Regions from separate parts of the Mus musculus genome. Here all the other regions are linked to region 2. Evidence: chromatin contacts called from public ChIA-PET and promoter capture Hi-C data. All regions are on one chromosome and are shown on one strand. The core of a region is the stretch at or near the end of the contact, and the rest is flanking DNA. Distances in the headings are between cores, read along the strand shown. Region 1 holds the start of Eef2k (eukaryotic elongation factor-2 kinase). Region 2 holds the start of Arhgap17 (Rho GTPase activating protein 17). Region 3 overlaps Gtf3c1 (general transcription factor III C 1). Region 4 holds the start of Il21r (interleukin 21 receptor). Region 5 holds the start of Kdm8 (lysine (K)-specific demethylase 8).

Region 1 (5,400 bases), core at 1,539-4,038, 2.5 Mb before region 2:
GGCTAAGCGATCTCTCAGCCCTCGGCCTGAGTTCTAAAATTACAGGCATGTGCCACCCCATCCAGCCCCATACATAGCTGGGTTTGCTGTTGTATTTTAAATGTGGGCACCTATTCTAATTTCTTTTTTAAATTACAGCAATTTATTTTGTGTATGTGCATGTATGTATGTTGAGGCTGGACAATATCCTGCAGGAATTAGTTATCTCCTGCTACGTGAGTCCCAGAGATGGACTCGGGATTATGTGTCAGGCTTGGCAAATGGCTTTACCTCCTGAGCCATCTTATCAACACCTCCAATTTCTTTTGCATGGTGCATAATCTCTTTACCCTTAGGCATATAGCTGAGAGTGGAATCGCTAGGTTCTATAGGAGCATCTGACGGGTACCGGAAAACATACTCAGTGTCATTATCTATTTGGAAAGTAGACACTGAAAATATGGATCTAGCTGGGAGTGGTGGTACAGCTCCCTGTGCTGTGGGGCTGATCTTCCAGAAGGGCAGGCCAGGTGGGGCACACATCCTTCGAGCTGTCATGCTGGGCAGCTCCAGGACAAAGCACTCGTCTTTCTGAGTTCATGTGGCAACATGGGATCTTAATCAAGAAAATCAAACTTGTCTGGTGTGGTGGTGCATGCCTGTAGTCCCAGCACTTGAGAGGCAGAAGCACTGGTCTGCACAGTGAGTTTCCACAACAGTCAGAGCTGTGTAGAAAGATCCTGTCTCTTAAAAAGAAAGGGGATGGGGGGGGGGAATCAAATGTTTTGCGGGGAATGTTCATGCTGACAACAGTCTGAAGTCCTGACTTCCCCTGGGAGAGCAGGTTTACTGCTCTCAAACACCAAAGAGCCTACAGGACACAAGAGATCTGCATAGACCCAGATCTGGGCTAAACCATGCCTCTGTATAACCTTGGAAAAGCCACTTTCCTAGCCTGTTCCGTGTGCTAAGTGGAGGACAGTTAGGAAGGTTGTGAGGAATGGTATGAGGAGTACTCTCGCCTGTGTGCAAGGTCCTTTTGTTACCAGTAACACACTACTACAGACCGTCAGATGCTGTGATAAGACCCATGACCAAAAGCAACCTGAGGAGGAAAGGGTTTATTTCAGCTTACAGCACACAGTCAGTCCATGAAAGGGGCATTTGACCCAGACATAAGGATTGGGACCCACAGGTTGAGAACCACTGGCTGAGACTTAAGCACACTGGCTGTGCTTCAAGAAGGCCTGGTTTTAATTCCCAGCACACACATGGCAACTCACAACTGTAATCCCAGTTCTGGACAACCAGACACTCTTAGACAGACATGCAGACAAAGCGCCCATACACATAAAATAAGTAATTTTTAAAAGGTGGATTTTTGGCTCATGGTTCTGGAAGTACAAAGTGTAGAGGATGTTTCTGGTGTTTTTGCTGGTACAACTTCAAGGTGGTTCAGGTCTTCAGGTCTTTAATCTGAAAGCCCAGGCCAGACAAGCCTGTGGCAGAATAGATATTATGGTGTTTCTCCTGTCAGTAAGTCTATTAACAGTTGCTTTATTAAATGAAATAGATCACACCCTTTCCTAACTGTGTCCCTGGGCAAGATACATTCTTTATAAGTCTCAGTCCTATGATCTGTACAATACAGCTAGTCGTGCCTGCATACCTTATATAGCTGACTGCAGCTGGATGGACAAATAGCTCAAAATGTGCAACTGTTTAGATTTTTACTCTAAAGTATACGGTGAGATATGACCTCAAAGTACACATGCCTGCCTCCACTGGTTTTCAGTCTTTACATCTTCCAAGGGCTACCTTCCTTCCATGCACTGCACCAGATTTGAGTTTTGAGAAAGGGCTTCACCATGTAGCCCAGGCTGGCCTTGCTTTTCTGGGGACTGCAGAGGTCTACCACCATGCCCAAGTTCCCACCCATTAAGCACTATGTGCCAGGCCCTAGGCTCAGAGTTAGGAATACTGTGATTTTTCCCTCCAGAGAGTCCAGGAAGGCTTGACAAAGATTTTTCTTTTTTGTTTTTGTTAAGACAAAGTTTCTCTGTGTAACAGCTCTGGCTGTACTGGAACTCCCTCTGTAGACCAGGCTGGCCTTGAACTCACAAAGATCCTTCTGTGTCTGCCTCCTGAGTGCTGGGATTTGCCACCACCGCCCGGCCCTGATAAAGTTATTAATTAAAAATTATAGAAATAGTTGGAATTGTCAGGTAGGCCGAACTGTATAAATTTAAACCGAATATATGTTTATATACAAATATTAAATTTAAACAAAAATATATAGGTTATATATTAAATATTTACATATACGTGTATAATTTTCTATACTTATATTTATAAATTTATATGTAAATATTAAATACATATGTGCTTACCATGAATTTGGATTCTTTATGAGTTTTTAACACAATTTTTGTTGTTTTGCCCCCTCCTGCTCCTTCGTTACCCCTCCCTCTCTTGAAAGTGTTAAATTTCTTCAAAATTATGTCATGAAATCCTTAAGATTTCCCTTTTTTTTTTTTTTTTTGAGACAGGTTTTCTCAGTGCAGCCCTGGAACTCACTGTGTAGACGACCAGGCTGGCCTTGAACTCAGAAATCCGCCCGCAGTCTGTCTTCCAAGTGCTGGGGTTAAGGGTATGCGCCACCAGACACACAGCATGAAATCTAACGTTAGACCCAGGTGTCTAGGAAGCGTTCAACAGGCGGGGGAGCCAGAAGACAACACGGCGGCTGCATGGAGGTGATGGCCACCCGGGGACGGCCACGTGAGCCCGGGCGTGCGCCCCGTGCGTCAGTCCCGCCCCAGCCCTGGTCCCAGCCTCCAGCCTCCAGCTCCAACCCCAGCGGCAGCAGCCCCAACTCCAGCCCGTGCTCGGCTCCAGCGCTCCGACGTCTTCAGGCGCCCCACTGCGGCTGCGGGCCTGGCTCTCTGTCGCCTGCGCTTTGTACCGGGGATTCTCCTCCCTCCCTGCACCCTGGAGCGCCCGGCCGCCAGCCTTTGCCAGCTCCTTGGGATCCTTGCGGCCGTGGGCAGCAGCTGTCGCGCCTGCCACACTGTGGGAGGTAGGTGACGGGAAGATGGGGAGCCCGCGCGTCCCGCTGCAGCAGCCCCCCGAAAGGCCACTGGGGCGCTTCTCTGGTTGCAGAGCTTCCCCCGAGGCTCAGTGTTTGCGTCTGTAAGGAAGGAAAGAAAGACGTTGGCAAGCGGTGAGCGCAGTTCTGGTTGCACCAGGCAGCGCACGCGGGCCTCCGCCCGGGTCTCCTCTGTGCCTCGGCGAGCCCGCCTGTCCCCCTGAAACGCCCAAGTAACATTTCCCCTCGCCGGGTTCCCCACACTAGAGGCCTATGCGGGCCTCAGTTCTCGGAACCTCGAGGTCTGAGCTGCATACGCCCTTGCAGCATTGTTGGTTGAGGGAGTTGGGGTGTTGGCAGGCGTTGGAGACTTGTGCGCCAAGGGGCTGAGCATTCGTATGCAGTTGGTGGCGCGGGGGCGGGGACCTCCTGGGTGAGCCCTGGGCCAAAACTAGCTAGTGTCGGCTAAGGGGATTGCGGGAAACCTGCCCAGCTGCGCCCTGTGTGTGACTGATCGCGTGCGTTTCGGAAGAGTGAGATCTGACTTGGGAATTCTCCTTGGGGGAGTATTTCTGCGTCCTCCGCGATGAGGCGCTCCCTGGCTTGGGACCACTGAACAGATATTACGGAGGAGAAAGCCGAGGTCCAGAGTGGACCCCAGATCCTCAGAGGCCAGGTAGGGAATGTAGAGTAAGTAAACAAGGATTGTGAGTGTAGGGGTTAAGAGTGAAGTTTTGGGAAGACTTCCCGGGGAAGGTGCTGTTTGCTCTGTGAGGAGGACGAAGCCAGTGGAGGGAGTGGGTCCAGGCCGTGTTCAAACCCCGACCTTAGACAGCTAGCTCTTCACCCCTCTCTGCTGCGGCAACAGTTCCTGGGAAAGGAAGGCTAGCGGGGAGCGACTCCTTTGTTCCAAAGAACTGGGTTCTTTTGAGAGTCTGAGCGCGTTAGGCGTGACTTTCCTGAATGGCTCATGCCACGCTGTTTCACAAACATAGTATTTTCAAACCTTTTACCCTGCACTGATCAGACTCGCCCCAAGAGATCTTGTCATCCACAGCTGGCAGCTGTTAATTCCCCCCTGGGAACGGCCTGTAGGAACCTAGGGGTGCACGGCAGGATCGAGTTGTTTTTAGGGTTCCTTCTCTACCTTAATTTCTATTGTGAAGGAGAAAAACTTCAGGATCAGGCACAGCAACCAAGTAGCAACAGCCTTTAGGAAGGCTTTAGTTGGTGAGAGAGGCAGCTGCAGGAATCAGTTACCTCCAAGTCCCAGGGTGCCACCGGGTCTACACCTGGGATGATCCTGGGTTTGAGCCTTAAAAGCTTGTTGGATGAGGGCCTGTGGGGGGGTGGGGGAGCATGGCCGGCTCAGAGGGTGAGAACACTTACCTCTGAAGTGAAAGGGGAAAGAGCTGTAAGATCATGGGGACTCGGTTGCCCTGGCTGAGTGGCTCACCCGTGCCACACCATCTCCTGGGCATCCAGTGTGCTCTTCTGACTTCCACAGTCACCTTCGTGTTCACACACACACACACACACACACACACACCAAATTAAAGAGTATCTGACTAAACTCTTGCAACCAGGGTCTACAGGTACAGACTACAAGGCTTCGGAGAAAGAAAAGGGTTGAGTCAGTCGCTGCAGTACGGTAACATTTCACAGGCTGAAGAGTCAGAGGTGAGTGAGTGAGTGCGGGGCTGTGGTTCTATCAACAGCTGCCCCCTGCATGGCTTGCTTGCCGGCCTCCGATTGCTGGACCACACTGGAGTTTCCTTGAGGAGCTCTGCGGGGAGGTGCCCAATTTGCATTTCTAAGAAATTCTCAGGGGAGGTTCCTAGCTGCTCCTGGGTGTTCTAGTTAAGGAAATAGAGACTACTGTTAGGCAAGTCACTGAAGTCCTCCGTTCCTCAGCTTTCTCCCCAGTAGAAAGAAGCAAATAGCACCTGCCTCCTGGGAATGGAAGGCAGCTCCGAAGGAGGGGCTGTGTCAATAGATGTGAAGGAGGACAAGTTGGCAATAGATTGAGTAAGGAGAATAGCTTGAGACAGGTGACTGAGGGAAGGCACAGTGTCCTGCGATCCTGGGTCAGGTGATGGAGCCCCTGTCCTTTCTGAAGCTCAGAGAAGGTGCTCTGTGATGCTGTGGAAATGTCATCAGCCCGCCCTGGTCAAGGTGTGAAAAGTGAGCCGATGAGTGGGCCGATGAGTGGGCCGATGAGTGGGCCGATGAGTGGGCCGATGAGTGGGCCCGGTCGTGGTGCAGAGTTATTTGGGCCACAGTTCATATGCCTAAATGCAATCACGTGGTCTCACTAAGTTGCGGGAGATGCT
Region 2 (5,927 bases), core at 2,715-5,214:
AGAGAACCAATGGCACCATGGGGTCAGGTAAAGAAGGAATCAGGAAGTGGAAACTTGCAGGTCCTCTCAGATAAGCAGTTGCCAACACAGCCACAGACCACATCTAGCCTCAAAAATTTTTGAGTAGTGTAATGTTGTAATACTGCTGTGCTTGCTTGAGTTAAATATCAGCTAATGTTCCCTTAAATTTACATTTTAGGCACTCCAGAGGTTGGGACCCATTATTAGAACATGGCCCTTCAGGTTCTCTGTGGTCCTTCCCTGGACCTTGACTTGCCAAATGAAAGCACTCAGAACAACTCCTGAGACTCTCAGGGCAGACTCTCTGCCAGGGATGTACTCCTGACCCACAGCAGCTCCTAACTTCACACTCCTTATCCTCCTGTCCAGTCTCCTCTATCCAGACAACACTTGCCCACCATCACCCCTGACTCCCTGCTGCACCATCTGCCCTCTCTAGATTATCTGAAGCCAAGAGTGAGAGAATGCTTCTCCTTTTCCACAACCAGACTGCAAAAGCTCAGCAGGGCTTTTCTTGCTTAACTGATCGGTGTCTGCCCATTCTCCTTCTGCTGGTAATAGTGCCCCAGTTTACCGTAGGGAACCAGCACTCCTCCACTCTCTATTTGGGTGGGGTTGAGTCCATTTCATTTCCCATGAAAGGCATGTGACCCAGAAACAAGAGCCAATCCGGGGACTTTGGCCACAGTCACACAGTATTCTTTTCCTCTGAGACTTGCGCTGAGGATAATGGAAATCTGTGAACACGGTTTGTCTAAAGAGTGAACCATCCAGAATGCCCTCAGATCCAGCACTGGGAAGGCTGGGGCAGGAGGACTGGGAATTCTGGGCCATACAGTGAGATTGTCTCAAACAAAAGCCGTCCTATGCCTAGACTCCTGCTCACAGGCCAACGAATTCTTTTCTGCTCGGGTACCTTGAATTATGTTTTTTTTCTTCACCAGAAGAGACCTAATTGGTATCAGCAAGTCTGAAAGAAGTTGGAGAGGGCAAGAGAGCACAGGCCCTGCTCACACCTCCCAAGAGCAGCTGTTCTGAGCGTCTCCGTGCAGTGGCAGGCAGGCTCTCCTCCGTGCACTGCCATCCTTCTGCAAGTGCTTATTTTATGTGTATAATGACTTGGGGTTTGCCCATCTCCTCCATGTATCTACTGGGAAGCTCCAGGGCAGAGATCTCGTTTGTATTCTTGGTCTTTGATTCTTTAATATCGCACAGTGGTGTACAGTGTAGCCTCACTCAGTGCTCACTGAATATGAGACTCAACAAAGAGCAGGTGACAAAAACATCCACCCCACTACATTGCCCACACTGTGAGACCACCCCATAAGCCTTGCCCACAGACTCATCCATCCACCCTCTGCACACAAAGTGCATCATGTTAGCTCATCCTTTCTAGGCATTACTAATCCTCAACCATGCCAGGCCCATGAAACTTCTCGGGGGAATTACTCACGAGCATTCCATCCTAGCGAAATTCCTCACGGCAAGATAGCACCTAGAACTCCACAAACTGATAACTGTAGTCGATTACACAGATAAACTCCTCCTCTATCCAGATCACAGCTGGGAGAAATCTGTGCTAGAAAAGCATTCTTCTTTGCCCAAAGACACCCACGATCTGCTTCTGATGGGAGTGTACCAACCATCTGGCTCACTGAATAATAATTCTCAGTTCTAGCCTCCATTTTTCTTCCTACCCCCTTAGGGTTACTTAAATAGGGAAAACTTGAGCTCGTGTGCGCGCGCACACACACATACACACGGGGGGGGGGGGGGGAGTTATCTAGGAAATCAACGACAAGAGAGCAACAGATTTTCAACCCAGTAAAAACAGATGTTCTGACTTTAGTCTCATGGCTACCACACCCTTACAGCTCTGTAATAGCTGCAGCTTCCCCTGGCATCCAGCAATAAAGACTTTCAAACAGAGTCAAAGGTCAGGGCCAGAATTACTGTCCCAGTATGAATCACTACCACTCCATCCTGTTCATATTTTCCCAAACTTAATTCCGCAGCACCAGGCAATGCAGGACAAGCTGGAGTCCCAGAATTGACAATTTTGACAGGTCATCTGTCCTGGGATGGGAGTCACACACAGACCCTGGGAATCCAAGACTCATAGGAAAGACTCTCCCGGTGCTCAAATAGCCAACACGAGCAGGTAAAGAGGACGTTTGAAGATAGAAAGCAGGTAGCGCATGGCCTCAAGACGGTGCCCATCCAAGACATCAAGGATCTTCTAAGGACATGGAGACTGAGAGAAGTGAAGAGCATGAAAGGTTATCTATCGGCCAGGTGTGGTAAGAGAGGCTTATGGGAATTCCAGGAAGAGGTTAACATATAAGAAACATAGGCCTCCTGTGGGAACTGAAAGTGGGCAAGTCTGGCCAGAATGTAAAACTAGGAAGAGAGACTAAGGAGAAGCAGGGGCCCACAAAACCCTAACCAGCTTTCAAGGCAGAAAGCTCTCAAGACTTTGCATAAAACCAGCAACTTTCCCTTGTCCCACACAGGACGAAACCTAATCAATAACAAATCTAACAAAGGCATTGTGGCAGCCACTAAGTTTTGATTCTGCCATGCATATCTGCAAGGAGTACAAGACTCACAAGAAAATTATCACTTCTCATCATATTTCTTGTTCATGCCATTAGGATTACTCGCCTTGACCCTAGTCTTTCTCTAACTCTACACGCAACAAAAAACTAGGCATGTGTGGGTTTAAGGGGCAGGGACTGAGTCTGGATAGAGGATACCAAGATTACATGATGGAGGGATTTTTCTTCCCTTCTATTTTTCTTTTTAGAAATTCAATAACAAAACTTAGCAAAAGGTTGGGGGAAATGAAACATTGTAAAAAGCAAATTTAGAAAACCCAAGAGGAAGTAAAAGTATTTTCGTACACATAAAAAAAGAAGTGTCTCACGTGCTTCAACCAAACCAAACTGTCCTTAACTGCTAAGGGAGGAGGGTAACAGCAAGAGCTGTGAAAAACCCATCTATCTTCGTGCAGAATAACCAGCAAATTGGTTCGGCAAAGCTATCCGCCCTGCAAGACCTTGAAATATTTGTTCCAGATAGCACAGCACATGACAACAGCCTCCTGAAAGCTCTAAAAACCGCAAATCGTTCCTGTTCTACAGCCTACTCATCTACTGTCCCTCCTGTATTCTTTCATTAAAAAAAAAAAAAATCAGTTTCTTGTCAAGCACTCACTCAGTGTCAGAAAATACCACATCCAAGGTGAGATGAGAAAAGGCATCCTTTTCGCTTTCCAAACCTCTAGACCTCAAGAACTCACAGCAAACTCCCAAAAGCCTGGATTTTGAGACTGCAGTTCTCGATTCCTTCACAGAGGGGAGGGGGGCTGAACTTAACTGGGCAAGCCACAGTAGCCTAACACCCCTTAGGTTCCCAGTGACCAGCAAGCTCTTCTAGGAGGAAGGCTGCAACAGCGGATCAGCGGGGAGAGCCTGAGAACACCGGCCCCAAAGCTGCGCGCCTGGCACTGCGAGAGGCACACAAGTTTACGGAGTTTTCGCACCAGGCGGCGAGCTCCGGCTGGCGGGGACAGGGAGGAGTAAAGACCCTCGTGAGTCTCCCGAGGACGATGCTCCTCCGGCCAGGACAATGGGCAGCGCCCAAGCCGTAGCTAGGCGCAGACCCCCGCCCCGCGGGGCCCAAGGCCGGGCCGCGCCCGGCTCTCCCCGCTCCCCGGCTCCTCGCGCGCAGGACCGGCCCGCCCCCCGCGCGCCCCCCGCCGGCGCGACCCGCGCACTCGCCTGCCGACAGTCTGATTGGCCAGCTGCTTCATGCGGTTGAATTGCTTCTTCATGGCGGCGGCGGCGGTGGCGGCGCGGCAGGCGGGCGGAGGAGAACTGGGGACCGTCTGGCGGGTCCTACCTACATCGCTTCCCGGCCCCGGAGGCGGTGACGGAGGCTACAATTCGGCCCCGCCCCTCGCCGCGTCACTTCCAGCGTCGCCGCCCGCCCCTACCACGAGTTGGGCCGAGCCTAGCCGAAAGAGGCCGAAACCAGAGAGGTGGAACAGGTGCGGACGGACCCAACATGGGCGGAGTTAAGTGGTTCAGGGCGGGGACCAATGAGGCCGCGCCGAGGTGGGTAGAGCCGAGCCGAACAGGGTCGAAACTAGATAGGTGGAGCCGAGCTTGGTCCGGCCGAAACCGGAGAAGTCAGGCGTAGCTGGACGGAGCAGAGCTGGGCGAACTTGAGTGGAGCCGAACCAATCGGTGAGCGGAGAGGAATGGAGTTGAGCCAATCGGAGACGGACGAGAGTGGCTCTGCTAAGAAGAGCGGAGACTACCCCAGCCCGGCACCTGGACACAGCGGTTCTGAATTAGAGCTGGGCAGGATGGGCCGAGCAGAGCCAAACTTAGCTACCTACTCTAGTGGTGACAACTAGAACGCAAGTGAGCCTCGCAGATCCTGGTCCGGTCCGGCAAGGCGGAACACAGGGATGGGGTCTTGTCCAGTCGGACCCGGAGTCAGGCCAGCCCGGGAAGGGGTTTGGGGGGAGAAGAGTCCGGCCAAGCCGAGCGGAATAGTAGTCCTAGACGAGTGATGCCCGGTCAAGTGAAGGCGAACTGAAACGAGCTGAGGTTAAGCTGAGCGAGTGGACCTAACCTATAGCGGCGGGTCAGACCAGGGTTTATCCTAACCTAGCAGGAGTGAGCTGAAGCAGATCTATAGGGTGAACCAGCTCCGCGCCCTCAGTACTTGAACTGGTCCATGGGAAAGGCCAAAAGAGTAGGGTCAATCAGATGAGGACCCCCAGACTCCCCAGCCAAAGGAGACTGGCCTTCCCTAGGCCCCTGCACTGATGGGCCTCTGAGTCCCCGCTGCCATAAATGACCGCGAGGTTCTGATTCCCAGCCCTACAGTAACAGGCTGGGGAACTTGGTGGGATCATTTCGCATTGCTGAGCCCTTTCGTCCAACTGAGCCAAGTTAGTTTTATGACCCGCAGCCATGTCCTCCTGACTTGGCAGCCTTGGCTCCACACAACATTCCCTGTGCCCCGTGGGCTAAGGCATCCTTTACAGGCTGTGCGATGGTTTAAAGTGTCAACGTGACAGAATCTAGAATCACCTTGGAAACAAATCTCTGTGTGTGTCTGTGAAGAAGTTTCTACATCAGGTTAATTGACGTGGGAAGATCCACTCTAAATGTGGGCCACAGCATTCCATCATCTGTGGCCCCAGACCGCAGAAAACTAGCTGAGTTAGGAGCTTTCGTCTCCTTCTGCTTTCTGAACGTGGAGGCAGTGTGGTCTTCCTGCGAGCTGCCTCAAAAAACTGTCTATTGCAGTGCCTTCCCCATCATGGTAAACATCCCTTCCTAGAACTGGAAGCTGGTTTAAATCCTTCCTCCCTCACATTGCTTCTTGTCCTGCATTTTCTTAAAACAGAGAGCAAAATAACTAATGCAGGATGCATCTTGAGCTCAAAGAACAAGAAAATTAAAAATCTGTAGCGATTACAACACAAGTGTGGACCCTCAAGTCAGGCAGCAAACTGCAAGTCACCAACATTAATTACAACAGGAAGTGTTGAAATAAGGCTTTGTTTTGGTTTGGGTTTTTGTTTTGTTTTGTTTTGTTTTGTTTTTGAGGAGTCTCATAGCTGAGAATGGCCTTAAATTACTGATCCTCCTGCCTCCACCGGCCAAATGCTAGAATTACAGGCTTGTGGCACCCCGTCCAACAAGATTTATTAAAGCAAGACAGACAGGACTTCAAGACCATTTGCCAAACCTGAGTCAGCCATTGAGTCACTACATTCAGATGCTACCATGAAACTAGACAGTGGCGACATAGGCCTGAAAACCCAGCTACTCAGGAGGCTGACACAGAAGGATCACAAATTCCAGGTCAGCCTGGGCTACAGA
Region 3 (5,419 bases), core at 862-3,361, 2.3 Mb after region 2:
GGTGGCTTCCCACTAGGAAGTTCTGGGAATGTCACCACTAAATGTCAAGTTCCTAGTCTGTTAGGAAGCTGGAGCCCAGAACACCATGGGAATGAGAGCTCAGGGCAGCCGCTAGCCCAGGCTGGGAAGTAGCTGCTTGTGCAGAGGTCACACAGTCCTCAGCTTTCCTCGCCACCTCCATTTATTTACCCAGGATTCCTGAGGACCTGTGAGCATGTGACCCTGAGTGCGAGTCAGGTGGAAAACAGCAGGCAGAGTAAGACAGACCAAGTGCAAACGGACCCAAGGGCCAGTGAGCTTGCTGCAGGGCTGAGCTGCAGCAGGCACAGGAGAAGGGAATCAAGAGCCAGGCAGGGCAAGGATAGTAGCAGACCCCTCTGCCAATGGCCAGAAGGCACTGAAGGTTAAGCTGAGGTGGTGACACCCGAGGTGTGCTCCCCCCACCCCAACACACAGCTGGGCTGAGACGCCCTGGGCCCTACCCGGAGCAGCTCAAGGACAGCAACAGGCTGCAGGACGCCCTGGTAGTACTGCAGCAGGCAGCTCTCGGGAACGCCGGGCCTTGACATGATGTGGTAGAGCACAGCCTCCAGCATGCCTTTGCACACGGGCATGTTCAGGTGCCCATCCACACCTCGCCATGGGCGGCCGACGAAACACACTCTCTCACAGCCACTGGAGACGGGAGAAGGAGGGGACATACATGCTGGTCACAGACAGACTACTCTGGCTCAGGGAGGCCCAGAGCTTGGGCACTGTCTGCCCACGGCTCTCCCTGGCAGGACAATCCCTGGCTAAGTGCAAGTAAAGCCTAAACCGGAACCCTCCCCACTGTCACTCAGATGTCCCCACAGCAGCTGCAGCTCTGCCTCGGGCACAAAGCTGCCACTAACCCAGGGCTGATGGGTCGAATGGGGCAGGGGTGGGTTTTGCTAGCTCTGGTGGCCATGGCTGAAATGGAAGGTCCATTTGTGCCTTGGGAGTCAGATCCAGGGTACAAAGCCTTGCTGGGCTCTGTGGGCCCTGCCTGGGGAGGGCAGAAGAGTGCAACCCCTCTGGCGTGCTGTCGCTCAGCTACAGGACTGAGGGGCTGCCCTGGGCAGGCATACAGGCTGGCTGGGAAGGCCCTCTCTTCATCTGCAATGGGTCTAAGGACACAGTGGGCTGTGGGAGGAGGCCCAGGGGAGCGTCAAAGCCCTTGGCTGGGAACGTCTGTTTAGGGCAAACTACCCAGGCTTGCACCCTACGCAGGAACTTCTTTCTTACAGTGACTGACACTCGGTGGGCATCTTCCACTAGCCTGAAGGCTGATGCCACACTACTTCATGCTCTGCCCCTCCCTGTGAAAGATTCCCAATTACCTCTCCCACGCTGCCTGGGCCATGTTACTCTCTGTAAGGCCTGTAAGAGAGGAAAAGGTGGCAGGCTCTTAGAAGACAAGTGGGAGGCCATGTCCTTTGCCTCTCTCCCCTCATTCAATGGGCACCAAAGTAGATAAGCAGTGACCAGAAGGAATAGCCTTCTACCCAGAATATGGTACTGCGGTAGTGAGGCCAAGAGCCCTGACCACAGGGCGAGTGTATATAAAAGTTCTTGGCAGCAACAGCCTATAGGAACAGCAGCTATCTCAGGGGAATGCCCGGCCACAGGCCAAAGCTCAGAGGCTTCTGGGAGTAAGCTGGCTGCCCAGAGAACTTCTCCATGGTCACTACATCAAGTCCAAAGCTTGCACGGCTTGGCCCTGTGGGCACATCTGTGGAAGGCATGGAGCCTCTGCCTCTGAACACACCTCTGAGGCCTACTGTGACTAGGTGAAGCCTTGGGTGGCAGGGTAGGTTCCCAGTCTGAGGTAGTAGGCTAGAGCAGTCATGTGAGGGATACAGAATGGGAGAAGTGTTAAGGTCAGTACCTCTGGGGTCTTCAGAGCCTTCTGGAAGCTGGAACTCACAGCCCAGCTGCTCTAGGCCTGAGACACCAACATTCTCTTGGTTCTCCTGTCTGGGGCCCCCTGCATCTGCATCTTCAGGAGCTGCAAGCTGAGCTGGGGCCTGGGCCTCTGCCTGCTCTTCCGCTCCAGGCCTAGGGCTGGCAGCCACACGGACATCCTGTAGTGTGGGCTTCTTGGCAGGGAGCCTTGTGGCTTCCTCAGCATCAGTCTCAGGGCAGTGGGGACGCTTTTTAGTGCTATGGGAGCTGACTGGAGGCACCGCTGCTCCCTCAGAGGTGTGGTCTTCGATGGAAGGCCCCTCAGGGAGTCTGGATTGGCTGTCATCCCCTGAGGCCTTAGTGTCTACTTCCATGTCTCTCAGACGCATTGAATGCAGAAGCCAGGGCTGTGCAGAGGCCATGGTCACTAGGCGCACAGTGTTACCTCCAACTTCCATGACTTGTTCCTGTTCCAAGAGGTCCTAGAAAAAAGGGACGTAGTGTCTGTTGGGGAAGGCAGATTTTACCAGGTAGGTGAGTGGTTGGTACTCCAGCTAGGGTCAAGTATTCTGAGTGGGCAGCAAGCTCAGGTCCAAAGGGATGAGCCTAGCATCTGCTGATGGAGCTGCAAGCTGCACGGGCCTATTTGGGCTCTTTCTATACCTATGGCGTTACTCAACACAGCCTGATGTCTGAAGTCAGAATAGCTCCAACTGATAGGACTCTATGACTCTCCTGCCTTATGTGTTCTCATGTGGGTCCTGGCAGTTCCTGAGGCGGGACTCTATGACTCTCCTGCCTTATGTGTTCTCATGTGGGTCCTGGCAGTTCCTGAGGCGGTCACTATTTCACCACAATGGCAAGACTCCCTTGTGTTTAGGTCACATCTGACCCCATTGTTTGCTTCTGTGTAGGGAGTGTTCCCCAAATCACCAACACTCCTTTTCTCCTATAAACCCCTCAAATTCATTGACAGACAGCGCCCAGGCCCTGCACCCTGTCCGGGGTGCTAAGGTCAGCAGAAAGTGCCTAGCTTACAACCCTCTTGTGGTCAGCAGGCTCTTTCTTCACAGCCTGAGGATATCTGAGGGCTCACAGTTAGGCTACAGTCAGAGAAGGAACACTTTAAACCATGGAAACAGCATCCCTTGCACTGTGAGCTTCTCAGAGCCACATGCTGGCCTTCATTCTGGCTGGGTTTCCTGCAGTGGCCCTTGGAAGCTACATGGTCCCAGTCAACTCCATGTCTTACAAAATCGATCTCACATGGGAGCCTCCACGTCAGACCACTGATCTGCATCCTACTCCTAGAAGCTGCTCACAGCAAGCAGGCTGATGTTCTTTGGGTCCAAGGGACCAGGCAGGTAGTGAGTAGGCCCAGGGAGTACAGGAAGCCTTTGGGGGAGGAAAACTGATAGAAGAGCCATGGAAGATATGGCCTATCCCAAGGAGGGATAGCCATTCTAGGGCTCAGCCAGGTCCTAGATCTGGGGGCTAATGGAGTTTAGGAATATGTCCTGACTTAAATACTAGCAATTGAATTAATTAAAGGAAAACCCCAGGCAGGCATCACTTCTGCAGTGGAGTGGTCGCCTCTGCAGCTGTTGTCTGGAGCTCAGCTCACCTGGATGTAGTCCAGGAACGTCCTGGTGCGCCTGTCCGCTATCTTCTCCAAGGCGGAGAACTGCCTGCTCAGCTTCTCCTTGTCAATCCCGAAGCAGTCAGCAGCTGCTACAGCCTGCAGGATCTCTAGGGAGGCAGCCACATCCTCAGGACTATACCCTGACTGTGCCATCTGGTGGGCAAACTCTTCTGGGCAGTGGGTACGCAGCTGTGGATCCACCAGGCTGGTAAAGGAGGCAGGGAGGCAGGAAAGACCAGCCTGGAGCTCTTCCAGTGGTGTGGCTGTGAACCCTGAGACCACGAGGGAAGAGAAAAATCAGCCCACAGAAACCCTTCTTGGGCCCAACACATACGATTGAGGCAAGATCTGCTCCAGCACTAGTTCACTGTTCCCTAAGGAGTCATGGGGTCACCTTCTGGGGACATACTGGGCTCTAGTAGGCAGACTCTTGGTATATAACTGTAGACCACACTGCTGGCCCACTGCAGCTGTCCTGAGCCCTTCCTAAATCTCATGTTTTCCCTACCCCTTAACCCTGAGTGGTGCCCCAGGCTCCTGCCATGTTCCCCGGCTTTTGCTCAATAGCCAGGAGGGCTTCTTTAGCTGACATAGCAACCTATAGGTTGGCACAGTATTTTTGCATGCTTCAAACTTCACACAGAATAGAGCTCTGACTGGGCAAAAAGTGACAGCAAACACTATCCACCCTGACCGTACAAAGGACAGCTGGCTGCAGGGTGGAGAAGGGCAGGGCCTTTCTAACCCCGTTCTCTCCCAGCAAAGAGAAAGGTTTATGCTATCTAGAGCTTCCTGAGTGATCGGCACCTGCAAAGGAGGTGGGTGGTGGGTGGTGACAATGGAGCTGAAGTCTCACTTTGACTGCAATAGACAGCAATGCCACCCTTCAGAGCTCCGGGGCTATGTGCCTGGCCATACCTGAACTGTGGCAGGACACTCACCAGTGGGCCCAAGCTGGGTGGATGCAGGGGTGTTGCGCAGTCGGAATTTAACCTGGCAGGAGTTGACCACGATGCTGTCATTGGGGTTCAGGTTGCGTGTGCTGACCATGCCAGGCACTGTGTAGTAACCTCTCATCAGCAGGTACTTGGTGTGTGAGGCCTGATGGGCCTTTACTTCCACACCCTGGCGCTTGGTCCCTGAACCTTCATCCAGGTCTTCCTCTTCCTCGTCATCATCCAAGCCACCATCTTTCCCCAAGCTGCAGAAGAGAAGACAACTAGGTACCTGGCCTTGGACCTGGCCCACCTGTGCTACACAGCCATCATCAAGCGGCAATTGTTGTCAGAGACAACATTCATTTGAGGTGCCCTTTTTTTCTGACACCACCCAAACCCTCTCCTTCCCCTCCCATGAAGGCCATGCTTGGCTCTGCCACAGTTAAGGGCCCTGGGCTTATATTTCCTTCCCTGCGGCACTTCCTGTGACCTTTAGAAAGGTACCAACAGAAAACTCTGGGTACTGCCCTGCAGCTCCTCGTCCCAAATTGGACAGGTCTGTAATGAAGTGCTGGATCCCGAGAACTCACTGGCCAGCCAGTGTAGCTGAATCGATGAGAACGTTGATATGCTCTCAGAAATGAGAGGGAGAGGCCCCGATTCAATTTCTGGGTTCTATACCTCCATTCTCATGTCTACACTCCCACGAGGATGGATGTACATACACCACTTGCTCAGACTGGATGGCTGAGCAGGTAACCCTGGTGGTCCCACAACAAGAGGAAGTGACCGCACCCAACGCCTCAAGAACCCATGTGTTTCCAAACTGTGAGCAGAGCTGCATGCACAGTGCTGCCCTGGGCTCTGACCTCTTCATGACCTCACTCTCCACCATGGAGCTGTCCACCACCAC
Region 4 (5,709 bases), core at 2,201-4,700, 2.2 Mb after region 2:
CAGCTGGGCAGGATCAGCGCCTTATCATCCACTTAAGTCCAGAGGACTAAGCAGCCCTGGCTGTATTCCCCACCCCCTGTCCCCCAGGGCACTGCCCCCTGCCTTGAGTCAGTATCTTAGTTTGTAGCCAGGGTGGTCTTGAACTTGGTGTCCTCCTGCATCAGTATTCCGAGTGCTGAGATCTCAATGCTATTCTTTTGCTGATGTAAATCAGATCGGAGTTTCTCCTCTGCCAACTCCCTAGGAATTCTCATGTTTCATCCAAATCAAATCCGCGCCCAGAGGTGAGCATGCTGTATGATCCCCCACGCTCTCTGTTCTTTCCCATCTTCACACGTGTGCATCCTGCCTCACGTGATGACGTCATGCTGTCAGTCTGTCTGTCTTCTCTACCAGAGATGGGCTCCACGAGGGCTGTCCTTTGTACACCTTTCTAAGGCACTTCATTAGGATGTACCCAAGGGCCCACTTCACGGGAAAGGATGGAGGGAAGGAAGAAGGGGCTGGCTGAGTCTGCAGAGGAGTGAATGAGTGGACAGGGGATGGGCAGGGTGTGGAGAGGGAGTGGGGAGGGTGTGGAGAGGGGGTAGGGAAGGGTGGGGAGGGAGGGAGTGGGATGCCGAGCTGCCTCCTGCTAATTCACACTCAGAAACGGTGAGTTGGATGGAGCATGGCTCTGGAGTTCAAATCCCAGTTCTGCCATTGGCTAAGGTGTGACCTTAGGCAAGTTCTGTAACTTCCTTCACTCATCTGCAACACAGGGAACATGAAAACGCTGGTGGCAAGATTCAGTGGTCAGCCCTCCGGAAGGAGGAGGGGGCGAGTGTCTCTGTGACAGCACAGTTCACTGACACCAGGAACTCTGCAGATCAGCAACTTCTCCTCTGCCATCCTGCCTTTGAGCTTTCTTAAACTCCAGGCTAAGAAAGACCTTAGAAGGTTCACTGTGAAGACCAAGAGAGGAGAAAAAGAAAGGAAATCAGATAAAGGGGAAAAAGCAGGAGGAAGGACGGTTGGGGGTGGGGAGCTGGTGGGAAGGAAAGCGGAGCAGAGGGCAGGGGAGGAGAAAGAAAAGCCAGCTTCATCCTGAGGTCTCAGGCAAGCCTGGAGCAGACACCAACAGCCACCAGTCTGCAGGGCAGACACTCATGGATCAACCATGAGGGACCCTGTAGGAAGTTCCCCAAACACAGCTTTGAAAAGGAAAGATCCAGACAGCCACAAAAAATGGGAGGCTTTCTCTTAAACCAGTCAGTCATGTGGGCTGCTCCCAAGCCTTTCCAAAAACACTGGTCAGAAAACACTGGTCAGGGCGAAGGCGGCCGGCGTGTACATCTGAGCCCATCACGACCATGGAGACAGCTCAAACAACTCTGGTCTGACCTCACTCCTCTTAGGTTCAAATATCAGCTCTAATGCCTCATAGCCCAGGAGCTAGTTTGCTCCCCTGAGCCTCAATCTCTTCATCTGTGAAATGGGAACAGGCTTGTCTGTCACTCAGGGTCTGTGGGCAAGTGCCATCGGAGCACCTGAGCAATGTGAGAAGGAGATGGCTCTGACTTCCTCTCTCTGGGGCTGCTGGGCAGGAGCTGCCTGGCTTTTGTCTTCTGGCTTCCAAAAGTCTATTTGTCACCCCTTTTCTGTACCTCTCACTTGCTTCAAGACAAAAACAAAAACAAAAACAAAACAAAAAAACAGTCTTAAGAGTTTCTTTTCTACTGCACGGGTCAGAGAGGACTGCTGTGCACACACCAGCTGCGCTGTGTTTCAGGAATGGGAGCACTCACTGACTCCATGCTTTCCTGGTTCCCAAGAGCAGCTGTGGATCCCTCTTAGCCCCTACCTTTTCTCCCAGGGCAGAGGACTCTGAGGCTGGCAAAGGGAAAGTCTCTCCCCTGGGTCCCCAGCTGGGAGATGTGTAAGCCCTGTAGAAGTCTTAGAAGGTTCGTGACAGGAAGGGCACTGAAGTCATGCCCTCTCCAGAAGTGGGAAGTGAGCAATTTGATGATCGGAGGAACTCATGGGACTGGCCGTCTCCTGTGCTGACCATGGATGAGGGCTTGCTGCTCATGTTATGCTTAAATTGTTGAAACATAGACAAAGCTTGCTTTTAGGTCTGTGGGAGTACCTTGAGAAGGTAAATGCTACAGCTGCAGGAGAACCTACGCACTGTCTCAAGAGTGGTCCTGGGCAGAGCACGGGATTGGACTAGTTCACTGCTCATCAATGGAGTCTTCAACAAGTTGTTTCGCCTCAAAGGTTGACTAAACATTGGCCTCACGGGTGCAGGCATGAGGTCTGAGTGACGGCTAGAGTGTCGGTTTGCACAGGATAGACATGATCTTATGAACCTGCTTGTGAGTTCTGAAGAGATGAGTCTCGGAGGCAGATTTTAAGGGATTCTAAAAGCTGCCCTAAACTATGGGGACCACCCTTGGACTGTCGAGGGAAGAGGCAGAGGCAGGAGGTCACCCATGGTTTGACAGGAATGGTGATAGCCTCAGCATGGTCAGAAAATGAATGGAAACCTCACTGTTTAGAATTAATTTGAACTTTCAATAATAAAGCCCTTTTTATGAGGAAGGAAGGAAGGAAGGAAGGAAGGAAGGAAGGAAGGAAGGAAGGAAGGAAGGGAGGGAGGGAGGAGAAAGGAAGGAAGAGAGAGAAAGAAGGGAGGAAAGAAAGAAAGAAAGAGAGAGAGAGAAAGAAAAAAAGAAAGAAAGAAAGAAAGACAGACAGACAGACAGACAGACAGAAAGAAAGAAAGAAAGAAAGAAAGAAAGAAAGAAAGAAAGAAAGAAAGAAAGAGTTTATTTTCTCTATTTGTTTGGATTTCTATCTGTGTGTGGCTGCCTTGCCCTCCTGGCTGGACAAGGGGCACAGCAAGGCTCTCAGGAGCAGCAGGGTTCTCTCCTCCAGGGTAGCAGCGCATGTCCTCCTTCCCACAATGCTGAGGCTGGGGACTGGGGAATGGATGGTCATGAGCAGTGCTTAAGGCAGAAAGTCTGAGTGTCTGGGTCATTCTGAATCAGGACCCTGGGGCAGGCAAGGGACAGACAAAATGGACCAGTTAGACACCTGTAAAAGAGCAGTCATGAGGTAGGCGTCCACCTTCAGTCTGTCCCATCTGTGCTGAGGGGCTCAGGGTAAATACCAAGGGCTTCAGGTGGGATGTGCTACTGTCACATCTCTGTCTCGGTTTCTACATCTTCAAGAAGTGGCAAGTCCCACTTCACTGCCTGCCTCTTGGGACACGACTGTGAGGCCTTTGGGATGATGTCATCTGTCTGCAAGATGTCAGACCCCAAATATCGTGTTAAGGGTGACCTTTGGGGAGCCGTGGGTGCCTGCTTGCAGGCATCTTAGTTTTTCTTGCCCCTTCTGGAGGATCTGGCTGGGTTGGGCGGGGCACTGTTTACCACATCCCCTCCCCACCCCTTGCCTGGCCTCAGATAGACACCGAAGCCTCCGCTGGTGGCCCTGTGTTTCAGTCGCACACAGCTGTCTGCCCACTTCTCCTGTGGTGTGCCTCACGGTCACTTGCTTGTCTGACCGCAAGTCTGCCCATCCCTGGGGCAGCCAACTGGCCTCAGCCCGTGCCCCAGGCGTGCCCTGTCTCTGTCTGGCTGCCCCAGCCCTACTGTCTTCCTCTGTGTAGGCTCTGCCCAGATGCCCGGCTGGTCCTCAGCCTCAGGACTATCTCAGCAGTGACTCCCCTGATTCTGGACTTGCACCTGACTGAACTCCTGCCCACCTCAAACCTTCACCTCCCACCACCACCACTCCGAGTCCCGCTGTGACTCCCACGCCCAGGAGACCACCCAAGTGCCCCAGCCTAAAGAATGGCTTTCTGAGAAAGACCCTGAAGGAGTAGGTAAGTAGACTCTAGTTCTTGTTCTCCCTGAGTCTGGGGGCCTTTTTTCTGTCTTTTGCATAACACTGTGGTGGGACACAGGCAAAGAACACTACGCAGTTAGTGTGGGCAGAGTCAGGGCTGGAGTTCCTTGTTCAACTGACTAAAAATGACTAGGAATGCCCTTGCTGAATGTTGGAGGGTTATGGAGGCAGGAGCATGGCTAGCATAATCCCTTGCCTATGCAAAACTGCCTGCAAGAAGTGGTGAGGAGAAAAAAAAAGAGAGACTCTGGATGGTAGACAGTCTGCCAGGCAGTGATAGGCAGTAGCCAGGGGCATTGGGAAGCTTCCAGGGGGCCGTTTTGTAGGGAGGAAATCAGGTACTACCGGCCAGTATAGTTTATTACTTTAACTCCATCTATCCTTCCAGGCAGGTGGGGTGCCTACTTCACAGAGAAGGAAATCTGACTCCACAGGGGAAGAGTGACATTCCTTATGGGTCTTGTCATGATATGGCAAGGTGGGCAGTCCAACCAGGTGTCACCACCCAAATCCAGGGCCTGGGTCAGATGATAAGAGGTAACACCTCTTCCATGAGAAGAGAGGGGAGCCCGGAGGTTGTTGGAAGTCTAGTCTAGAGAACAGAATAGGAGAAGGCGGCACATGGGTTAATAGCATAGGAAATAATGTCTGTGCTTAGGACGTGTCAAGAGGACCAGAGCAGGTCATAGATGCATTAGAGGGTCACGAGTAGTTCCTAAGAGAATGTCTGTGCTCTCTGAGGCAGTTAGAGCACATGGTAGCATTTCCGAGTCTAGCAGCGAACCAGGGCAAGCCTCTCTGCTTCTTTGAGCCTCCTGGGTCCTCACTTTCTCCATCTGTAAAATGGGGATCAAGGTGGCTCTATCTTTGTGAGGCTGTTTATGAGAACTCCAGGACATCAGAATGTCAAGATTGACTTCAGGGGCTCCTACACCCAGGTACCCTGCCCCATGGAGGAGAAGGGCTAACCACTGAGAGCCACCAAGAATACAGGGAAGGCTAGAACAGCCCTATCTGTCGTGAATTGTGAGAACTTGGGGACCTCCCAGAACCCTCAGAGTCCAGGTGAGGCCAATGGCCCCATGCAGCTCGGTGCATAGATGTCAATACTGGGTGGACCCTGTGGGGGACAAACCTGCCTTTTGGTTAAGAGTGATGAAGAGAGTCAGAACAGAAATTGGAACCCAGTCTATATGGCAGGATGCCGTCCCATAGGAAAACTCACAGCCTTGGAACATTGTCTAAGGACATTTCTCAGACAGCACTTAGCCACGTGATCCCCACAGTGGGGTGTTTTCTGCAGTAGCCCTGCCCTAGGGCCCGGTGTCCACTCTTCAGTGGACCTCAGAGAGAGAACGATAGAATCCCTGACTGGCAGGGGAGACAGAAAGGAGAGCATGTGGAAGATGGAAGAGAGACAGGCAGGCTACCTGCTGGGGAAGTGATTTCCTCACTTCTAGGGCCAAGCAGCATCAGATAGGCATAAGAAGATGGGGTGTGCTTTCTCCCAAAGCCAGGAGTGGGCTTTTGTGCATGGGGGCGAGGAGCAGCCATAGCCAGTCAGTGTCTTCAACTGGGGGAGGGTTGCAGGGACACACACATGGCTAGGCAGGGGTAGCAGCTGTCTTTTTGTTGTTGTTGTTGTTTTTTTTTAATTCTGGGTGTTGGGTTTGCTGCTGCTGACAGTTTGAGAGGGAGCTCTCTCCATGCAACCCAATCTGCCTCAAATCTGTGATTCTCCTGCCTCAGCCTCTTGAGGACTGGGATTACAGGCGTGTGCCACTGTCCCGCAATGGCTCTGATGGCAGCGCT
Region 5 (5,776 bases), core at 1,429-3,928, 2.1 Mb after region 2:
GAACAAGAACACAGCATAATAAGTGACCATCACACACAAGGCAAGAGACAAAAACCGGAAGGTCTCCACTCTCCTCTTTGAGCAACTGAAGTGCATTAAACATCTCTCCCGCAGTCACACTAAATGTTGTTTTTGAGTTTAGAGTCTTGTTTGTGTATTTAAAATAAATTTCATAATTAAGCCACAAATGTTCCCAGAGCACTTGGAGATATTTAAATTATAGGCTTCAGATCTAATGGAGAAAAATCACAAATATGGGCACAAATGATTCCTTTTGTTTGCTTGGTGCCTTTCATGGCTCTCAAATGGGTCTGCCAGCTTAATGGCCACTTCCAAAGCCACTAGGATCAGAGCGGGTGGTGGCAAGGAGATGACAGGAGGCAAAACCCCTACAGTGATGAAAAATTACACTTCTTTTAAGGAAACATTTCCTTTGTGCCTATAACTCATAATAACAGGCTGGTTTTGAATACACAAACAAAGCTGGGGGCGGTAGTTCAGTGGGAGAGTGTGTTAATATGTGTAAGGCCCTGGGTTCTATCCCCAGCACTAAACAAAAGACACAGATAAGCAAGCTGACAAAGCAGTGTTTGTCTCTCTGGCTGGCAGCACTCCAGGCCACAGACTGCTGCCTAAATCCCATCCCCGAACACTGTGCAAGAGGGTTTTTGTAACTGCAGTTTCTGGGTTCAAGTCTCCTTTGGCAATTGCTACGGGATCTGTTTGGACAACTCAGAAACTAACGTCCACCCTACCACAGTATCTCTGTAGCAAACTCTCTTCCACTGTCACATAAAGATCAAATTCTGACTTAGTAAAGAGAGCTTTAAATATATATATATATATATTCGAAAAGAGAAAAAAAAAAAGACCATAGCTTATCATTGTAGTAGAGAGCTTGTGGTCAGAAAGTCTGCAAGTGCCCTGAAGACTAAACAAGAAGAGCTGACAGAGAAGGGGCTGGGGGAAAGGACATATGGAAGTCAGAGGTCAATGGTGGGTATCTTCCCAAATTGCTCTCCATCTCATTTTCAGACAATGTTGATAAGCCACCACCACTGAAATGAGACAACTTAAGCCAGATTAGATTGTATTAAAGGCAGGTTTATTGGAAAAACTGTTCTTGGGTGGGCAAGCTCACTGGCCCCAAGTCCAGGGAAGTTGAGCCATGGGTAGTGGGCGGGGGGTTGTTACAGGGAGGGGAAGAGTGAAGGGAGGGAGGGAGAAAGAGAGAAAGGGGCCCCACACACAGAGTGAAGAGAGAGACCAAAATGTCTGGATTATATAGGGAAGAAGAGCTTCTGGGGGGAAGGGCAGTCCAGCCCCCACGCTAGAAAGTTCAGGGTTGGGAGCAGGGTATGCCAGGTAGGGACTGAGGGATTCTGGGAGAACCTGGAGGCCAGGTCTGCTTTGGTGTGTAAAATATGCACCCGAGTCCCTTGTCCTGGGGTTCAAAACCAAACAAGCATCTCTCACTGAACCTTGATCTCACTGACTCTGCTGGGCTGACAGGACAGAAACCCTGGGGACCCTCCTGTCTCTGCCTCCCCAGTTCTGGAACTGCAGGTGCTTGCCCCTGCACTTGACTTTTTACTGAGAATTTACAGCCAGGCCCTCACACTTGCAAAGCAAGCACTTAAACGACTGCTCATCTTCCCAGTTAGAGCTTTTCTTTCACAGGAAAGAAATCCAAAGCTAGAAAATTCAGGAAATAAAATAGAAGGGTGGCCTGCTAATATAGCAGGTCAGAGCTACTACACCCCGGGTGTCAGCCTGTGCACAGCTGCATGGGGACCAACATGCAGGCACCTAATTTGGCTGTCCAGCATTTTGTTGATAAGTGGGGACAAGTAGTTCGATTAATCACTTATTAAACCAAGCATGAGTTAGGTGTGGTGGCGCATGCCTTCAATCCCAGCACTCTGGAGGCAGAGGCAGACGGATTTCTGAGTTCGAGGCCAGCCTGGTCTATAAAGTGAGTTCCAAGACAGCCTGGGCTATACAGAGAAACCCTGTCTCACACACACACACACACACACACACACACACCCTAAAAACAAACAAACAAACAAACAAAAGACCAAGCATGGAACTTTGGAATGCTGGCCTGTCACAGAGAATGAAGGGATATCCTGGAGTTCTGTCTAAGTCCTATTGGAAGGATGTTTTCCTTGCAGAGACAGGCTGTGTGGAGTGGTGTGGCAGCAACCGATTCAGTGTTCCTGAGAAAACGAAAACTGAGGAGTGCCACATCCCGACTCAATCCCTGCTGACCAGTAGAAGTCACACTCCAAATCCAAGGCTAGCAGATCGCTGCAGGGAATCGTTTGCTGCTGCTGCTCCAGGCACCTCTGGAGTCAACCGGGAGAGAATGCTCGAAACTCAAAACTCGAACTGACTGCCACACCACTCCACATAGTCTGTCTCTGCAAAGAAACCATAGGCCAACTCACGGAAACCAGTCCTGCAAGCAGTACTTGTGGGCTCAAATTATATACGTGACTTCTAAAATCATGTGGCTATTTTTCTTCCACCTCGGCTTCCTACTCTGTAAAATAGGGAGAACTCATTATCTGAGTTGGAAGGATTGGGTAGTCGCAAGTGACAAACTGCTCTGCAAGGTATGACCCGGAAAAGAAAGCTCAAGCCTCCCAAGTCTTTGAACCGGAGGAGGGCGGGGCCTGGCATCGATTGCTCCGCGTTCCTCTAGGCACCCGTCGCGATCAGCCGAGTCAGAAGTGATCGATGCTCTCGGTGTAGTCGGTGATAAAGCCAGCCGAAGAATCTTCGCCCGGACGGAACCAGTCGTCGCCAGCAACGAGAGACACAAACAAGTCCAAGCGCCAGAGAGGTTAGTTGGAGCTCCAGGCAGCTGCAGTTGCTTAGACTTGCAGCCTGGCCGTGAAGGACGGATTGCGCAGGCGCCATGCTAAAGCCCGGCGCGGGCGAGCCGGGACGGTTTCACGCAGGCGCCTTGGGAGGCCTGGGAGCTGCTTGAAAAGCCGCGTGCGTAGTAGCTATCTGCTCCCCACAAACAGTTGAAGGAGCTGCTAGGGATGTCAAATAGCGCATGCGTGCAACTGTCGTGCCCTTCCCTTTTAGGCTTCGGTTAGTGGTTCAAGTGTGAGGATAGGTTTAGTGGCGAGACCGGCCCACATAACCACGCCTGCGCCGTCTGTCCGGAAGGCATGGCTGCGGCCACTGCTACCTGTTTCCAATCTCCATCCTCGAACCCGTTCGCCCAAGTCCGCCTGTCCCCCGTAAGCGGACAGAGGTCCACAGCAACAACCAAAGACTTCCTGGGAGTCGGGGCGTCTTCTCTTAGGCCACTTAGCCAGCCCTCCAATCCAGACTGTCCAGAAGGGCGTGAGCAGCCGGGTACTTTGAGAGAAGGACTGCACGTGCTTTCCCTAGACTGTTGTTCATGCTAAGGCATCCAGCATCCCGCTTAGCAACCAAAACCGGTTTCTGTAATGCATCCCCAAAAAGTGCACTTAGGAAGCGAGGCTTGATTCCGTTCGGCCCCGTTTTTGGCTCCTTTGGTTTTGGTGTGAGCAGCTTAGTTCACTTAGGAAGCCCAGATAGAACCACACAGATTAGATCCTGCACCCTTTGGGTGACATCCTTTCGCAAAAAGCGTCGTTTTGTACACCAACAAATGGGCCTTTATTTAAAGACCTTTTAGAATTAAGGCTACAGAGAAACGTTTTGTGCAACCCGCACCTGGCCATTACTTGAAAGCAGTGCCTTTTGCCTGACACGTGAATGTAGAATACCAGAAGGCCACCTTGCAAGCAAAGACACAGCCCCTACCAACTTCAAAAGCAAAGCAATGGCCGGCAAGATGTCTTTAAGGCCTATTAACTGTTGCACTGTGGGAGAGAAACTTATACTGGAACATATGAGGCCATTGAGGCTGGTACATGTGGCCTGTGTTTGGGTGATTGTGGGTGTCATTTTACCAACAATAACCCCCGGTTTTGTTTGTCTAGGCTCTTAAATTTATAGTCTCCTGGTTTAGGTGGTGAATTCCACAGTTAGGCCATCTATACCTGACTATTGGAAGCCTATTTATACATCTCACAATAAACTTTTATATGGTACTCTGGGAAGCCAATTTAGAGGCTAGTGTGGGTACACTGTTAAAGACTGGTTTATAAACCAACAGTTGCTCCCTTCTGTGGCAGGCCTTTTGGTTAATACTGCCTTTTCTAAGAGGCAATTCGGGGAGAGGGTATAGGAAGCCAGGCCATACTTATAGCCAGGTTACAGGGCCACTTAGTCTGGTCCTATCTGTGTCAGACCGGGTTGTGTGGGAGCACTGGGGGGTTGACTTGAAACCTGGGCTTGAGGCCATAGAGAAAGGCAGTCCAGGCAGTATACACTGGAAGGCCTGTTCAAGCTTCTGGTTGTGTGAAGACTGTTGCTTTGGGCCCACATCAGACCAGCTCCTCTGGAAACATTCATGGAGCCTAGGATCCTACAGTGGACAACTGCTGAATCCTGGAGCTCTTATAAAGAAACCTTGACACATTGGCTGTAAAGCCAAGGCAAAATGTGCCTTCACCTGGCGCATGGATTGTACCTGTTAGCTACTGTCTTAGTTAGGGTTTCCATTGCTGTGAAGAGACCATGACCAAGGCAACTTTTATAAAGGACAGCACTTGGGGCTGGTTTTACTTGGGGCTGGTTTACAGGTTCAGAGGTTCAGTCCATTATCATCATGGCCGGAAGCATGGTCGAATACAGACATACATGGTGCTGGAGGAGACAAGAGTTCTACATCTTCATCGAAAGGAAGCCAGGAACAAACTGTCTCCCACATGGCTGGGAGGAAGGTCTCAAAACCCACCCCCACAGTGACACACTTTCTCCAACAAGGCCACACCTCCTAATAGTGCCACTCCCTGGGCCAAGCATTTTCAAACCACCACAGCTATTACACCTGAGTTACCAAAAATATGTCAGTGTCAAGGAAGGAAAAGAACTTCCCCTTCCAGTCACTTAACCAAGAGTGAGTCCAGATCTGAGTTCTCTGTCATGCTCCCTGTGTCTTGTCCTCTGTCTGTCTGTTGCACTAGTCTGGATCAGTGCCGTCCTGAAGGCCGTCTATTGAATTGTTTTAGCCCTGTGTCTGACTGTTCTATGCGTGCCTGTCTGTCTTGTATGTGACTGCCTCTGTCTCTGGGTGTGTTGTGTGACTATCCATCCCTCACAAAGGGCTTCACTCTGTATTTCTTGAACAGTACAGAAAGCATCACAAGGGCAAGGAATAGGATACTTTATAGGCATCTTTAATGGACACCGGCTCCCATTGACCTAGACAGTAACAGTCACTGTGTTTCAACCCGTATCCACAAATGCTGCTTTCAGCTCTTACGGTAGATTGGAGGAGGTTACTTTGAACTTTCAGCAAATGATTCAGTGGCATCATCCGATTCAGAGGCATGAAGGAGTACATGACTTAATATGATAGCTCTGCATTAGCCTAGGTTGTAAAAGTTGAATTCACGGGAAACCCTATACAAGTAAAGTTGATTAATATAGTCTTCTCTTAAAGGCAGGTTAAACAGCTTGAGTACACAGTAGCATGACAGCCTTAATACAGGGTGTATTATTAACTTTGGCTGTGAGGTCAAAATTCCAGTCATTTAGAATATGAGATGTTTATATAATATTGCCCCACCAAAACTTGGCCCTCAGCAATTAACTGTAATTTAAATTGCTTATAATTACTACAGCTAGCTCATGTGGCTGAGAGAAGACGATTTACTAA

The links. Promoter capture Hi-C pulls out the DNA fragments that hold promoters and counts their contacts. ChIA-PET counts read pairs in DNA pulled down with a chosen protein or histone mark. Capture Hi-C pulls out chosen DNA fragments and counts their contacts.
Region 1: a promoter capture Hi-C map of liver shows a contact between it and region 2, with 3 times the contacts expected there. The contact joins the promoter of Eef2k here to the promoter of Arhgap17 in region 2. A contact is called at or near these places in 3 of 39 promoter capture datasets (liver and pre-B cells), 1 of 484 Hi-C or Micro-C datasets (B cells) and 2 of 9 other capture datasets (adipose tissue and liver).
Region 3: an RNA polymerase II ChIA-PET map of memory CD8 T cells shows a contact between it and region 2, with 9 times the contacts expected there. The contact joins the enhancer-like site here to the promoter of Arhgap17 in region 2. A contact is called at or near these places in 6 of 39 promoter capture datasets (the 3T3-L1 cell line, the C10 cell line, hippocampal neurons and 2 more), 1 of 484 Hi-C or Micro-C datasets (B cells) and 3 of 115 datasets of contacts at active chromatin or transcription factors (embryonic forebrain, large pre-B cells and memory CD8 T cells).
Region 4: a promoter capture Hi-C map of liver shows a contact between it and region 2, with 3 times the contacts expected there. The contact joins the promoter of Il21r here to the promoter of Arhgap17 in region 2. A contact is called at or near these places in 4 of 39 promoter capture datasets (the 3T3-L1 cell line, cranial neural crest, frontonasal cranial neural crest and 1 more), 2 of 115 datasets of contacts at active chromatin or transcription factors (astrocytes and large pre-B cells) and 1 of 9 other capture datasets (liver).
Region 5: a promoter capture Hi-C map of embryonic stem cells shows a contact between it and region 2, with 4 times the contacts expected there. The contact joins the promoter of Kdm8 here to the promoter of Arhgap17 in region 2. A contact is called at or near these places in 10 of 39 promoter capture datasets (the 3T3-L1 cell line, 3T3-L1-derived adipocytes, cranial neural crest and 5 more), 3 of 484 Hi-C or Micro-C datasets (the G1E-ER4 cell line, nephron progenitors and uterus), 9 of 115 datasets of contacts at active chromatin or transcription factors (acute myeloid leukemia, bone marrow-derived macrophages, embryonic forebrain and 6 more) and 1 of 9 other capture datasets (adipose tissue).

The regions. Positions count from the first base shown.
Region 1 is chr7:120,840,043-120,845,442 of GRCm38.p6, forward strand. It overlaps Eef2k (eukaryotic elongation factor-2 kinase), which reads left to right and starts at 2,789. Exons shown (of 18, transcript NM_007908.4): 1 at 2,789-3,058. It overlaps Gm36449 (a long non-coding RNA gene), which reads right to left and starts at 3,469. Exons shown (of 2, transcript XR_378468.3): 1 at 2,557-3,469; 2 at 1,085-1,478.
Region 2 is chr7:123,365,951-123,371,877 of GRCm38.p6, forward strand. It overlaps Arhgap17 (Rho GTPase activating protein 17), which reads right to left and starts at 3,965. Exons shown (of 20, transcript NM_144529.2): 1 at 3,804-3,965. The coding sequence starts at 3,856.
Region 3 is chr7:125,641,965-125,647,383 of GRCm38.p6, forward strand. It overlaps Gtf3c1 (general transcription factor III C 1), which reads right to left. Exons shown (of 37, transcript NM_207239.1): 31 at 5,376-5,419; 32 at 4,510-4,769; 33 at 3,551-3,840; 34 at 1,910-2,408; 35 at 1,362-1,401; 36 at 483-675. Among named protein-coding and RNA genes, the nearest start is that of Il21r, 41 kb to the left of the region's middle. Within about 2 kb of position 2,112, at least 44 of the 459 cell types and tissues checked have an H3K27ac peak or open chromatin away from gene starts, as enhancers often do. A contact at or near this core is called in memory CD8 T cells, where this site is marked.
Region 4 is chr7:125,599,979-125,605,687 of GRCm38.p6, forward strand. It overlaps Il21r (interleukin 21 receptor), which reads left to right and starts at 3,451. Exons shown (of 9, transcript NM_021887.2): 1 at 3,451-3,874.
Region 5 is chr7:125,441,942-125,447,717 of GRCm38.p6, forward strand. Kdm8 (lysine (K)-specific demethylase 8) reads left to right here and starts at 2,679. Exons shown (of 8, transcript NM_029842.5): 1 at 2,679-2,851.